2 separate regions of the Macaca mulatta genome follow, and region 2 is linked to region 1. Evidence: chromatin contacts called from public Hi-C data. All regions are on one chromosome and are shown on one strand. The core of a region is the stretch at or near the end of the contact, and the rest is flanking DNA. Distances in the headings are between cores, read along the strand shown.

Region 1 (5,696 bases), core at 2,215-4,714:
AAGAATTGAAAAGATCTTCCAAAGACTACTTTACTTTAAGTATTAGAGGGAAACGTTCGGATTTGGTATCCTCCCAACAGCCGCCCAACTGTACATGATGAAGAAGAGATAAGTTCACAAGAGGATTGGAATTTTTTTCTTTTTTTTTTTTTTTTTTTTTTTTTTGAGACAGGGTCTCACTCAGTCACCCAGGCTGGAGTGCAGCAATTCTTGTGCCTCAGCCTCCCAAGTAGCTGGGATTACAGGTATGCACCATCACACCCAGCTAATTTTTGTATTTTTAGTAGAGATGGGGTTTCACCATGATGGTCAGACTGGTTTTGAACTTCTGGCCTCAGGTGATCTGCCTGCCTCAGCCTCTCAAAGTGCTGGGATTACAGGCATGAGCCACCACACCCGACCTCAGTAACCTCACTTTGAAAAAAAGATCTAGGACACATGCTCAATGCTCAGTAAACACATATTCAGTTAATGAATAATTGTTTAAGAGTGGGGCTCTTTTCTTTCTCCCTGTGTCAGTCTGGTGGAGTAATGGCGTTGGCGCTGAGAATAAGTATTCTCCTAGCACCATCTGCTGGCAGTAGAAAACCATTTCCTGAATCCTGGCCTCGATCCCATTCAGCCTTACAGTACTGGTTTTTTGGGGGTTGTTTTGAGACAGATTCTGGCTCTGTTGCCCAGGCTGGAGTACAGTGGCATAATCTCGGCTCACTGCAACCTCTGCTTCCCAGGTTCAAGCAATTATCGTGCCTCAGCCTCCCAAGTAGCTGGGACTACAGGCATATGCCACCATGCTCGGCTAATTTTTATATTTTTAGTAGAGACAGGGTTTTGCCATGTTGCTGAGGGTGGTCTTGAACTCCTGAGCTCAAGTGATCTGCCCGCCTCAGCCTCCCAAAGTGCTGGGATTACAGGTGTGAGCCATCGGGGCCCGGCTGGAGTATTGTTAACCCTAAAATTCCTCCTCCCTTTAATATTATTGATACCACAGACTCTACCTTTTATCCATAGACAGAAAAAATCACAAAACATTTAACTTTTTGCTTTTTTGTTTACTATTTAGTGAATGTCTTACACTTTGATGACCCTTGTATTTTGCCTCTTTACAAAGACACACGGTGAGGTGCTGAAAGAGAATGGGCCTCCCTCTTTCAGTGTGTGACCCTGAATACTGGGTTGTCCTGACACTTATTCATCAGAAAGTGACCTGTGCCCATGGCAGTCTTTCCGGTTGGACTAGTTACATGGCAACACGAGGCCTTTAGCTGCCACCAGTATCAGTATCAATAGTGCCAAAATCGAGAAATTGGTGCTAGACCCTTAGGATCAGTGATGAGCAAGCAGTCATGGTTCCTGACCTCCTAGTATCGTGTGGAAGAAATATTAAATATATAATAATGTCCTGAGGGAAATCAGACACTAGAGTCTTACTAGTCAGCCCATAGACCAGTAGCACCAGTGTCATTCTGAAGCCTGTTAAAAATGCAGAATATTGGCCGGGCGCAGTTGCTCACGCCTGTAATCCCAGCACTTTGAGAGGCTGAGGCGCGCGGATCACAAGGTCAGGAGATCGAGACCATCCTGGCTAACACGGTGAAACCCCGTCTCTACGAAAAATTCAAAAAATTAGCCAGGTATGGTGGTGGGCGCCTGTAGTCCCAGCTGCTCGGGAGGCTGAGGCAGGAGAATGGCGTGAACCCGGGAGACAGAGCTTGCAGAGAGCCGAGATCATGCCACTGCACTCCAGCCTGGGGGACAAAGCAAGACTCCATCTCAAAAAAAAAAAAAAAAGGCCGGGCGCGGTGGCTCAAGCCTGTAATCCCAGCACTTTGGGAGGCCGAGGCGGGTGGATCACGAGGTCAGGAGATCGAGACCATCCTGGCTAACATGGTGAAACCCCGTCTCTACTAAAAATACAAAAAACTAGCCGGGCGTAGTGGCGGGCGCCTGTAGTCCCAGCTACTCGGAGGCTGAGGCAGGAGAATGGCGTGAACCTGGGAGGCGGAGCTTGCAGTGAGCCGAGATCGCGCCACTGCACTCCAGCCTGGGTGACACAGCGCGAGACTCCATCTCAAAAAAAAAAAAAAAAAAAAAAAAAAAATGCAGAATATCAACTCCCCACCCGGCTTCCTGAATAAAAATCTGTATTTTAGTAAAATCTTCAGATGACTCCTATTCACTATTAATGCTTGAGAAGCCCTGCTCTGGAGGTTTGCGGAGATAAGACTTGTGTTGTTTTTCAGGATTTTTAATTTAAAAAAATTATTTTTTTATTTTTTTGAGACACTCTCGCTCTGTCGCCCAGGCTGGAGTGCAGTGGCACAAACTGGGCTCATGCAGCCTCCGCCTCCCGGGACTTCAGGCGCGAGCCACCACGCCCAGCTAACTTTTTGTATTTTTAGTAGAGACGGGGTTTCACCATCTTGGCCAGGCTGGTCTCCAACTCCTGACCTCAAGTGATCCACCTGCTTTGGCCTCCCAAAGTGCTGGGATTACAGGTGAAAGCCACCGGCTCCGGCCTACTTTTTCAGGATTTTATATAGACCGGGAGGGAAGAACGCATATTCCAGGTGATGACAGCTGTATAAGGGTTTTATTTTCATTCCTTTTTTTTTTTTTTTTTTTGAGACGGAGTCTTGCTCTGTCGCCATGTTGGCCAGGCTGGTCTCGAACTCCTGACCTAAGGTGATCCTCCCGCCTTGGCCTCCTAAAGTGCTGGGATTACAGGCGTGAGCCACCGCGCCCGGTCTGTATAACGGTTTTAGATGGCAAGGAAGCAAGTTGTAGTTTTCGGTCCAGCAGTAATAGTAACAAACATAGTGCTGACAGACACTGCTAAACGCTTTACGCTTTATATAATCTCCTGTAATCCTCGTAACGCCATTAGGTAGACCTATTATTACTGTATACCCATTTTATGGGTAATGAAGCCGCAGTACAGAGGGGTTAAATAACGTCTTCAAGGATCCATCGACGGAGCCAAGCTGACGGAATCGCAGCTACCTGTTTTACCACTCTAAGTCCTCAACAAACACTTGCACCTACATGTGAGAGCCAAAACCATAGCCTCCAAATTTTTCCACAGAGCGAAAAGGTTTCCCGCAATTTGTCTGTCTTCCTCCTCAGAGACGCAGCAGAGCCGCGCCGGAAGTGCGGCGCCTTCGCTAGAGCGGACGCCATAGGTGCATTGTGGGAAGCACTTCATTGTCCACAGCCAAGCTGTTTGTGATGAAACTGTAACTTACAAAAAAAAGGGCTGGGTTTTGAAAATGATACAGGCTCTAAAAACCCTGGAAGCGCTGCAACTTTTGGCAGGAATCGGGGTTAGCAGGACCTCAGCGGCTCACTGCGGCTAAGTGAACGCTGACTGTCTGGGTCCTCCAGCGTGAGTTAGAACAGACATCTCTATGGTCAAGGAAACAGAGCGAGTGCTGTCTTCCGCATGTGTTGGGGTTGCGCATGATCAGTAGCTGCACCACTAGAAAGATGGCGGAGCAAGAGTGAGTGGGGCTTTGAATATCTGGAATTGGGTGTTGAGTATCTGGTGCCATCCACGGTGTTTATGCCTCGGTGGCGGATTCTTGTGGGCTCTAGGAATAGAAAAGGCCACAGTTTACAAAGGTTGGGGATGAGGAGCCGTAGCGCTGTGGCGGAGGAGGGAGGGGACCGCGGTCAATTTCGGGTTATCTAGAGAGGCGAGGATTGACTTCAGGCAGCGGGCTGGAGTGCCACAGTTGAATTCACCCAGCCTGACAAGTATTAACCCTGCAGATAGGTCTGCACCCACCCCAACCCCATGGGGTTTTACTAGATTCGTCGCTGCTAGTGCCTATGAAGAGCTGTGGCAGTGAAAATCCTGTTAACTTACAGGAACGCAGAGGCTAAAGGGCTCATTACTTTTTGAGGCATTGGGGATGAGTGAATATTAGGGGTACATTTTGAGGCCTGGAGTCAGAAACCGCAGGTTTCAGGGGAATCTTTCTTCAGACACTTGAAAACAGTAATGTTCCCTGAAGCCCAGGATATTGACTTGGTTTGGAAATCCATTGAATGTTCGTTTTCTTTGTTGTTGTTGTTGTTTTTTTGAGACGGAATCTTGCTATGTCGCCCAGGCTGGAGTGCAGTGTCGAAATCTCGGCTCACTGCAACCTCCGCCTCCCGGATTCAAGCGATTCTCCTGCTTCAGCCTCCGGAGTAGCCGAGATTACAGGCGTGCGCCACCCCGCCAAGCTAATTTTTTATTTTTGGTAGAAACGGGTTTCACCATGTTGGTCAGGCTGGTCTCGAACTCCTGACCTCAGGTGATATTCCCCCCCCCACCTCGGCCTCCCAGAATGCTGGGGTTATAGGCTTGAGCCACCGCGCCCAGCCAAGTGTTCTTTTTCTTTTTCTTTTTTTTTTTTGAGACGGAGTCTCGCTCTGTCGCCCAGGCTGGAGTGCAGTGGCCGCATCTCAGCTCACTGCAAGCTCCGCCTCCCGGGTCTATGCCATTCTCCTGCCTCAGCCTCCCGAGTAGCTGGGACTACAGGCGCCCGCCACCTCACCCGGCTAGTTTTTTGTATTTTTTAGTAGAGACGGGGTTTCACCGTATTTAGCCAGGCTGGTCTCGATCTCCTGACCTTGTGATCCGCCCGTCTCGGCCTCCCAAAGTGCTGGGATTACAGGCTTGAGCCACCGCGCCCGGCCTCAAGTGTTCGTTTTCTAAATGTTATCTCTGATCTCAATTTTCTGCATCAGGCAAAGAAAAATCCCTTTGGTTCCAGAAAATCTGCTGAAAAAGAGGAAGGCTTATCAAGCCCTCAAAGCCACCCAGGCAAAGCAGGCACTTTTGGCAAAGAAGGAGGTAATGGTGGGGAACCAAGATAAAGTAATTAGAATTTGTATTAGGTGAGTTTTATCTAGCATGTGTTGGACTACATTTGGTATTTACGAGCTCCCCGCAACAGTTTGACAAACCAGGTATCGTTGTCTCTCAGTGTCCTTAGGGGGTTGGTTCCAGGACTCCCACAGATGCCTAAATCTGAGACTGCTGAAGTCCCTTATATAAAATGGTTGTGGTATTTGCATATCATCTGTACTCCTTCCGCCTATGTAATTTAAATTCTCTTTGGATTACTTAATAGCTTTTTTTTTTTTTTTTTTTTTGAGGCAAGAGTCTCACTGTGTTCTGGAGTGCAGTGACACAGTCTCGACTCACTGCAACCTCTGCCTACTGGGCTCAAGCAATTCTCCTGCCTCAGTCAACCAAGTAGCTAGGATTACAGGCATGTGACTAATTTTAGCTAAATTAGCCACCACACTCGGCTAATTTTTTTTTTTTATTTAATTTAATTTTGTTTTGTTTTTGAGACAGAGTCTCACCTGTCTCCCAGGCTGGAGTACAGGGATGTGATCTCGGCTTACCACAACCTCCGCCTCCCGGGTTCAAGCGATTCTCCTGCGCCAGCCTCCCAAGTAGCTGGGATTACAAGGATGTGCCACCATGCCCTGCTAATTTTTGTATTTTTAGTAGAGACGAGGTTTCACCATGTTGACCAGGCTGGTCTGGAACTCATGGACTCAAGTGATCTACCCACCTCGGCCTCCCAAAGTGCTGCGATTACTGGCATCAGCCACCCCACATGGCCACTGGCTAATTTTTGTATTTTTAGTAGAGATGTTTTAACATGTTGGCCATGCTGGTCTCAAACTCCTGG
Region 2 (6,027 bases), core at 2,686-5,185, 100 kb before region 1:
AATTTTGGTTGTACCTGGAGAATCTGAAATTCTCCTACTGTGTCCCAGTATTTTGTAAACTCCTCCTCCAGATTTAAAATTAGGTTGGACAACTGGCATTCTCAAAGTAGGTCTTTACTAATTAGACAGCTGTCCCCTCTGTACCACACCACTAAACTCTAATGTTAACATTGAAACAGCAAAGACTGCTTGTTCCCAAGATCCTTTTCAGGCCTGACAGAGGGTGAGTTTTGGGGTCAGCCAGACTTGGTTCTCCTGTCTGCCCTTATTAGACTGATGTCCCCAGGCAAATTGCTGAAACTATCCTATTGGGAACCTCTTTTACAAAATCCAGATAATTAAACCTTATTCTTCGGGTTTGAGTGAAAGTTCATATGATAATGTGTATAAGCATCTAGCATAATGCCTGGTGGCACTTAGAAGACCTTCAATAAATGTTGATGTTCTTGTATTTGGACATTATCTTTAAAAAGCCTGCAATGCCCTAAGCTCTTTATGAGTATATAAATTCAGCTTTGTTAGGTCATTTTTAAAGTCAGATTTCAGTTTCCTTGCAATTGTGGCTGACTTGAGAGGACAGCTTTCTGAAATCCATTACTATTTCACTGGAGGGCCCAGCACCGTGGCTTACAACTGTAATGCCAGCAGTTTGAGAGGCTGAGGCGGAAGGATCACTTAACCCAGGAGTTCAAAACCCACCGTGGCAACAAAGCAAGACCCTGTCTCTTGGTTTTTGCGGGGTGAGGTGGGGATGGAGTCTCACTCTGTCGCCCAGGCTGGAGTGCAATGGCGCAATCTCAACTCACTGCAGCCTCCACCTCCTGGGTTCAAGCAATTCTCTTGCCTCAGCCTCCTGAGTAGTTGGGATTACATGCACCTGTCACCACGCCTGGCTAATTTTTTTTTTTTTTTTTTTGTATTTTTGGTAGAGATGGTGTTTCACCATGTTGGTCAGGCTGGACCCCTGTCTCTAAAAAACTGAAAAATTGGCTGAGTGTGCTGGTGTTCACCTATATTCCCAGCTACTAGGAAGGCTGAGGCTAGAGAATTCCTGGAGCCCAGGAGTTCCAGGCTGTAGTGAGATATGATCATGCCTCTCCACTTCAGCCTGGGTGACAGAGGGAGATCTGTCTCAAGAAAAAAAAAAAAAATACACACACACACACACATATATCATTGGAGCTGTGGAGCAACAGCTGTAAAACTTGCTTGGTGGGTCCTAATTGCAATGCATAATATATGGACTCTTGAAATGTAATTCTTAAAATGGGTATTATAATTACATCCCAGCCAATCCAAAGGCACCTTAAAACATGTTTAAAAAATTTTCCAAGCCAATTAGAAAACTGGTTGGTCCAACCATCAAGTGTAGAGAAATATGCTAATTTATGCAAAGATTACTGTTCCAAGAAGCCCTTGGATACATTTGAAGCAAAATATCTGAGAAAACACCTCGATGATACTGTGTGATACTAAATCACTGAATGTATTTTTAAGGCACATTTAAATATAAAGCATACATTATGAATGATAGAATGGCAGTACCAGAACAAGATATGGTGTTTTTCTTTGTTTTTTGAGACAGAGTCTTGCTCTCTTGCGCAATCTCAAGTGATTCTTGTGCCTTAGCCTCTCTCTAGTAGCTGGGACTATAGGCGCATGCCACCATGCCTGGCTAATTTTTGTATTTTTGGTAGAGACGGGGTTTTGTCATGTTGGCCAGGCTGCTCGTGAACTCCTGGCCTTAAGCAATCCTCCCATCTCGGCCTTCCAAAGGGATTACAGGCGTGAGCCACTGCACCCAGCCAGATCTTTTTTATTATCTTTTAGAGACAGGGTCTCACTCTGTCAAACTACCCATAGCTCGCTGCAACCTCCAACTTGTGGGCTCAAGCAGCCCTCCTGCCTCAGCCTCCCCAGTAGCTGGAACTACAGGCATGTGCCACACATACCTGGCTAATTTTTAATTTTTTTTTTAGAGATGGGATCTCACGCCGTGTTGTCCAAACTGGTCTCAAACTTCTAACCTCAAATGATCCTCCTCCCTCAGCCTCCCAAAGTGCTAGGATTATAGGCTTGAACTACTGTACCCTAACTAAAAAGATCTTCTGTATTGACTATGACAACATTGTATGCCAGCCTCAACAGATTTAATTTATGCAACATAGTCTAGTTACAGTATCCTTATATATGCAAGAAAGGTGTACTACCTTTATGTTTTTATTAATGCTGAGGGGATATAGAAACCATACAATAATTTCACTTAAATAATTTTAATCTAGGGAGAGTTTTATTGAGAAGTCACCAAATATCTGGGAGAGATGGGTTTGAGCCGTTTGAGAACAGCTACTCCATAGGCAGAGCAGCTGAGCATTCTGTTTATCAGCAGGATCCTATTGCTATATGTATTACGAATGATTTTAAAACAATTTATAACATTTCTGAGGCTTAATATGTATTTTTTAAAACCTGAATTACATTCTGTACAATTCACCTTTTACCTATCCTTGATGTTTATTTAAAATAAAAGACAACAACAAAACCCCCAGTATATTTTGTGGGCATTTGTAGTTAACCTAGACTACAAAGGCACCTGCTCTCACTCCAGGCCACATAATATTGTTGTGTTGTTTTGTTTTGTTTTGTTTGTTTTGAGTCTTGCTCCATCGCCCAGGCTAGAGTGCAATGCCCGATCTCGGCTCACTGCAACTTTTGTCTCCCAGATTCAAGCGATTCTCCTGCCTCAGCCTCCCGAGTAGCTGGGATTACAGGAGCCCACCACCACGCCCAGCTAATTTTTGTATTTTTAATAGACACAGGGTTTCACTATGTTGTCCAGACTGGTCTCGAACTGCTGACCTCAGGTGATCCACCCGCCTCGGCCTCCCAAAGTGTTGGAATTACAGGTGTGAGCCACCGCGCCCGCCCTGGGCCACATAATTTAAATGCTTTGGATACAGAGAAGTTTCAACAATTTGAGATTTCAGATTAAAAAATGGGTGGTAGTTATACTTGGACCAAAGAATGTTAAAAGATTGACTAGCTCTCTTTTAAGAATGAGGGGGTTATGTAATGAAAATTCCGCAAATATGGAGATAAAAGGTATCTACATAAAGAGAAGGCAGTAGAATGTTTTGAGAGTGATTTACTCTGCCTCACCTTCCTTTTGGTCACTAAAGTTTTTTGTTTTCCTTTTTAATGTTCACATATGGGCTTCACAGGTAAGGTTTCACGAATTTTGGAATGGAGAAAGAGTGTTGCAAAGGAAAGCTTAGTACATTTAAAAGTTAGGACGAACCAGTTATTTGCCTAATAACTAAGTTAAAAGTGGTTTTGGTTTTTAAAAAGCATATGCAAAACGTATTTACTGAGGCTTGCTCTAATTAGAGTTCTAAACAAATCTTGTAGGTTTTTTTTTTTGTCTTTAATCTTCCCCGTTCGCGTGTCAAGCTAAAACTGTGTGTGTGTGTGTGTGTGTGTGTGTGTGTAGAGAGAGAGCCTGCAAGAGAATTAGCACGCACCTCGTGGATCTTAATAATTTTTTTTTAAAGCCAAATAAAACTTTCTTGAATAAACCAGTACATTTCTGAAGTTAAAAAGAATCCCAAAGGAAACAGGAATGAACATCCTTGGAGCTTGATTTACCAAAAAAAAAAAAAAAAAAAAAAAAAATTTTTAATTAAAAAAATCCTAATCTCCACATTTTTTGCCAGGCGAGAACCGAAGTTTGGAGGTAGAGGAGCAGGCGAGCGGTTTGCCCGGGCGCAGAGCATGAAGGCCGGGCGGGCGCGGGGAGCGGGCGCCCGCCGCCCGGCGCGGGGGTGAGCGAGAGAGAGAGCGGAGCGCGTGTGGCCGGCGCCGCTCGGCCGGGAGCTCCCGCGCTCGCGCCCCGCGCCCCGCGCCCGCCGCCGCCGCCGCCGCCGCCGCCCCTGTTGCGATGGCGCAGAAACCCCGTTGACAAGGCACTGCTTTTTCATGACGGTGAGTTTCCCTTTGAGTGTATTATAATTTTGTGATAAAAATTTCAAGGAGAAAAAAAAAACACACAACCTCCTTCCTCTGCCTCTTTCCTTCGGGGAGGGGAAAAGCGAGGGAGGGGGGGCTGGAGATCTGTCTCCAGCCAGAAAAGAAAGAGGAGCAAATTAAACACCGAGTTGCCAAAACCAGGATATTAGGTTTCAGCCCAGAGAGCTATTGGCTAAGGCTGTGTTTTTTTTTTTTTTGGGGGGGGTGGGTTTGTGGGTGGGTGATGGTGGTGGTGGGTGGATGTTTAATGGACACGGAGAAAAGGGGAATCGAGTGTTTATGCCTTTCCCAGCGCTGCCGGGGCCCCGGGAAGACCAAGTTCAGTGTCTCGGGCGGGGGCGCAGGCGGGCAGGGGGCGGCGAGGCCGGGCCGGGGGCGCCTCGGCGAGGTGGGGGCCCGGCGCCTTTCTTTTTCCTTTTTTTTTTTTCTCTTTTCCGCGGATGCAAATTTCTGGAGCGGGGAGAGGGAGAGCCCGGGAAGGGGGTGGCGTGGCGGTTGGTGGTGGGGAGGGGAGGGGAGGGAAGCCTTTTAATGACTCATTGATTGAGCCGGTTTAAAATTAGTTGTGTGCGCGAGTGTGAGTGTGTTTTCCGCCCCCCGGAGCCGCCGGGAGCCGGGAAGGAGGGAGCAGGGCTCGGCGAGGGGAAGACGGCGCGGCGGGGCCGCGAGCAGGGGGCAGGGAGGGCCTGGAGTGACGGCGGGCGAGGAAGAAAAATAAGCTTTTCCAATCTCCTCCCCTCTGTTTTCCCCCCCTCGTTTCTTTTCTCTCTCGGAAGCTCTAGGGTGTGAATCACATTTTCTTTCTTCTCGGCAAAATGGACCCCGCGTCTGGGGAGGGGGAGGGGAAAGGGTGGGGAGGGAGGCGGCGGAGACGGGGTTTATTTTTCATCCTGGCTTCGTCCTTCCCGCCGCATCTGCGGGCGGCCGCGGCGAGGAAAGCAGGTCCGGGCTGCGGCGGGGAGAGCTCGGGGCCGGCGAGTCGCCCTGGCCCCGCTCCGAGCCCGCGGCGGCGGCGCGCACCTGCCGCGGGACTGCCCTTTCCCAGCCGCTCGCTGCCTTCTGAAGCACCGCAGAGGATCCGCGGTCGGATCCGGCCGAGCCCCCAGCCACGCGGAGGATCCGCGGCCGGGTCCGGCTGAGTCCCCAGCCGGGCGGAGGACTCGCGGCCCAGCCGGGCGTTTCCTACGAGGCCCGTGTTGTCCGCCGCGCTGGCCAGAAGAGCTGTGTGGCTGGGACGGCGCTTTTTTGGCCGAGTGCGCGCGGGCCTGATGCTATTCGCGCCCCCCGAGTCGCCCCGAATGCGGGATCTTGGGTGGGGGGTGCGGTTGGAAGGCGCTAAGATGGCGCTGGGCCTGGCCTGTCGCCAGGGCTGGTGGCGCAGTTGCTCGGCGGGCGCCATCTTTCTCGCGGCGCGGGCGGCGCCCTCCGAGGACATGTCGCTGACCAGGGCGCCGCGAGGCCCGGGGCCAGCGGGAGCCGAGAGCAGGGTGCTGAATTCTGGAGATGGGACTGGGGTCGCGCGGCCTTCTCCTTCCCCACGGCCCCAGACCCAAAAGACGAGGCCGCCAGCTCGGAGCGGGAAGGGCTGGGGTCAGCTTCTTCCTCCTTCCCACTTGTGATGGAAGAAGGGGACTGGGCGTCGAGCCTCGCGGCTGATGGGTTCCCTCCCTGACCCCGCACCCCCACTCCTCCCAGTCAAAATTGGAGGTGAGGCGCTTCTGCCATTTCTCTCCTGCCATCTGAGAGTGGACGCCTTTGTCTTCTCTGGCCCGGCTTGGGGGCAGGGCATTGAGGCTTTTCCTTCATTCTCCAGTTATTGGAAGTAGAGTCCAACCAGGTTACAAAACTAAAAAAAGAGTCCAGGACATTGTCTGTCTGCCTTCCCGTAACATGGTTCTCTTGTGGGCACCCTACGCTTCGTTTCTTAGTTTTACTCTAAAACAACCATGAGGAGACATTTACTAGTCAGATTGAGAAGGTGATGGGTTCCAGTTTTCTGAA

What was found. Hi-C and Micro-C count contacts between places; a contact is called where the count stands out from the background.
Region 2: a contact with region 1 is called in a Hi-C map of fetal cortical plate, with 2.2 times the contacts expected there. The contact joins the promoter of BICRAL here to the promoter of RPL7L1 in region 1. A contact is called at or near these places in 3 of 14 Hi-C or Micro-C datasets (fetal cortical plate, fibroblasts and liver).

Annotation. Positions count from the first base shown.
Region 1 is chr4:139,254,887-139,260,582 of T2T-MMU8v2.0, reverse strand. RPL7L1 (ribosomal protein L7 like 1) reads left to right here and starts at 3,464. Exons shown (of 6, transcript NM_001193633.1): 1 at 3,464-3,500; 2 at 4,738-4,843. The coding sequence starts at 3,487.
Region 2 is chr4:139,355,816-139,361,842 of T2T-MMU8v2.0, reverse strand. BICRAL (BICRA like chromatin remodeling complex associated protein) reads left to right here and starts at 3,935. Exons shown (of 12, transcript XM_028847558.2): 1 at 3,935-3,981. It also overlaps the pseudogene LOC100428306.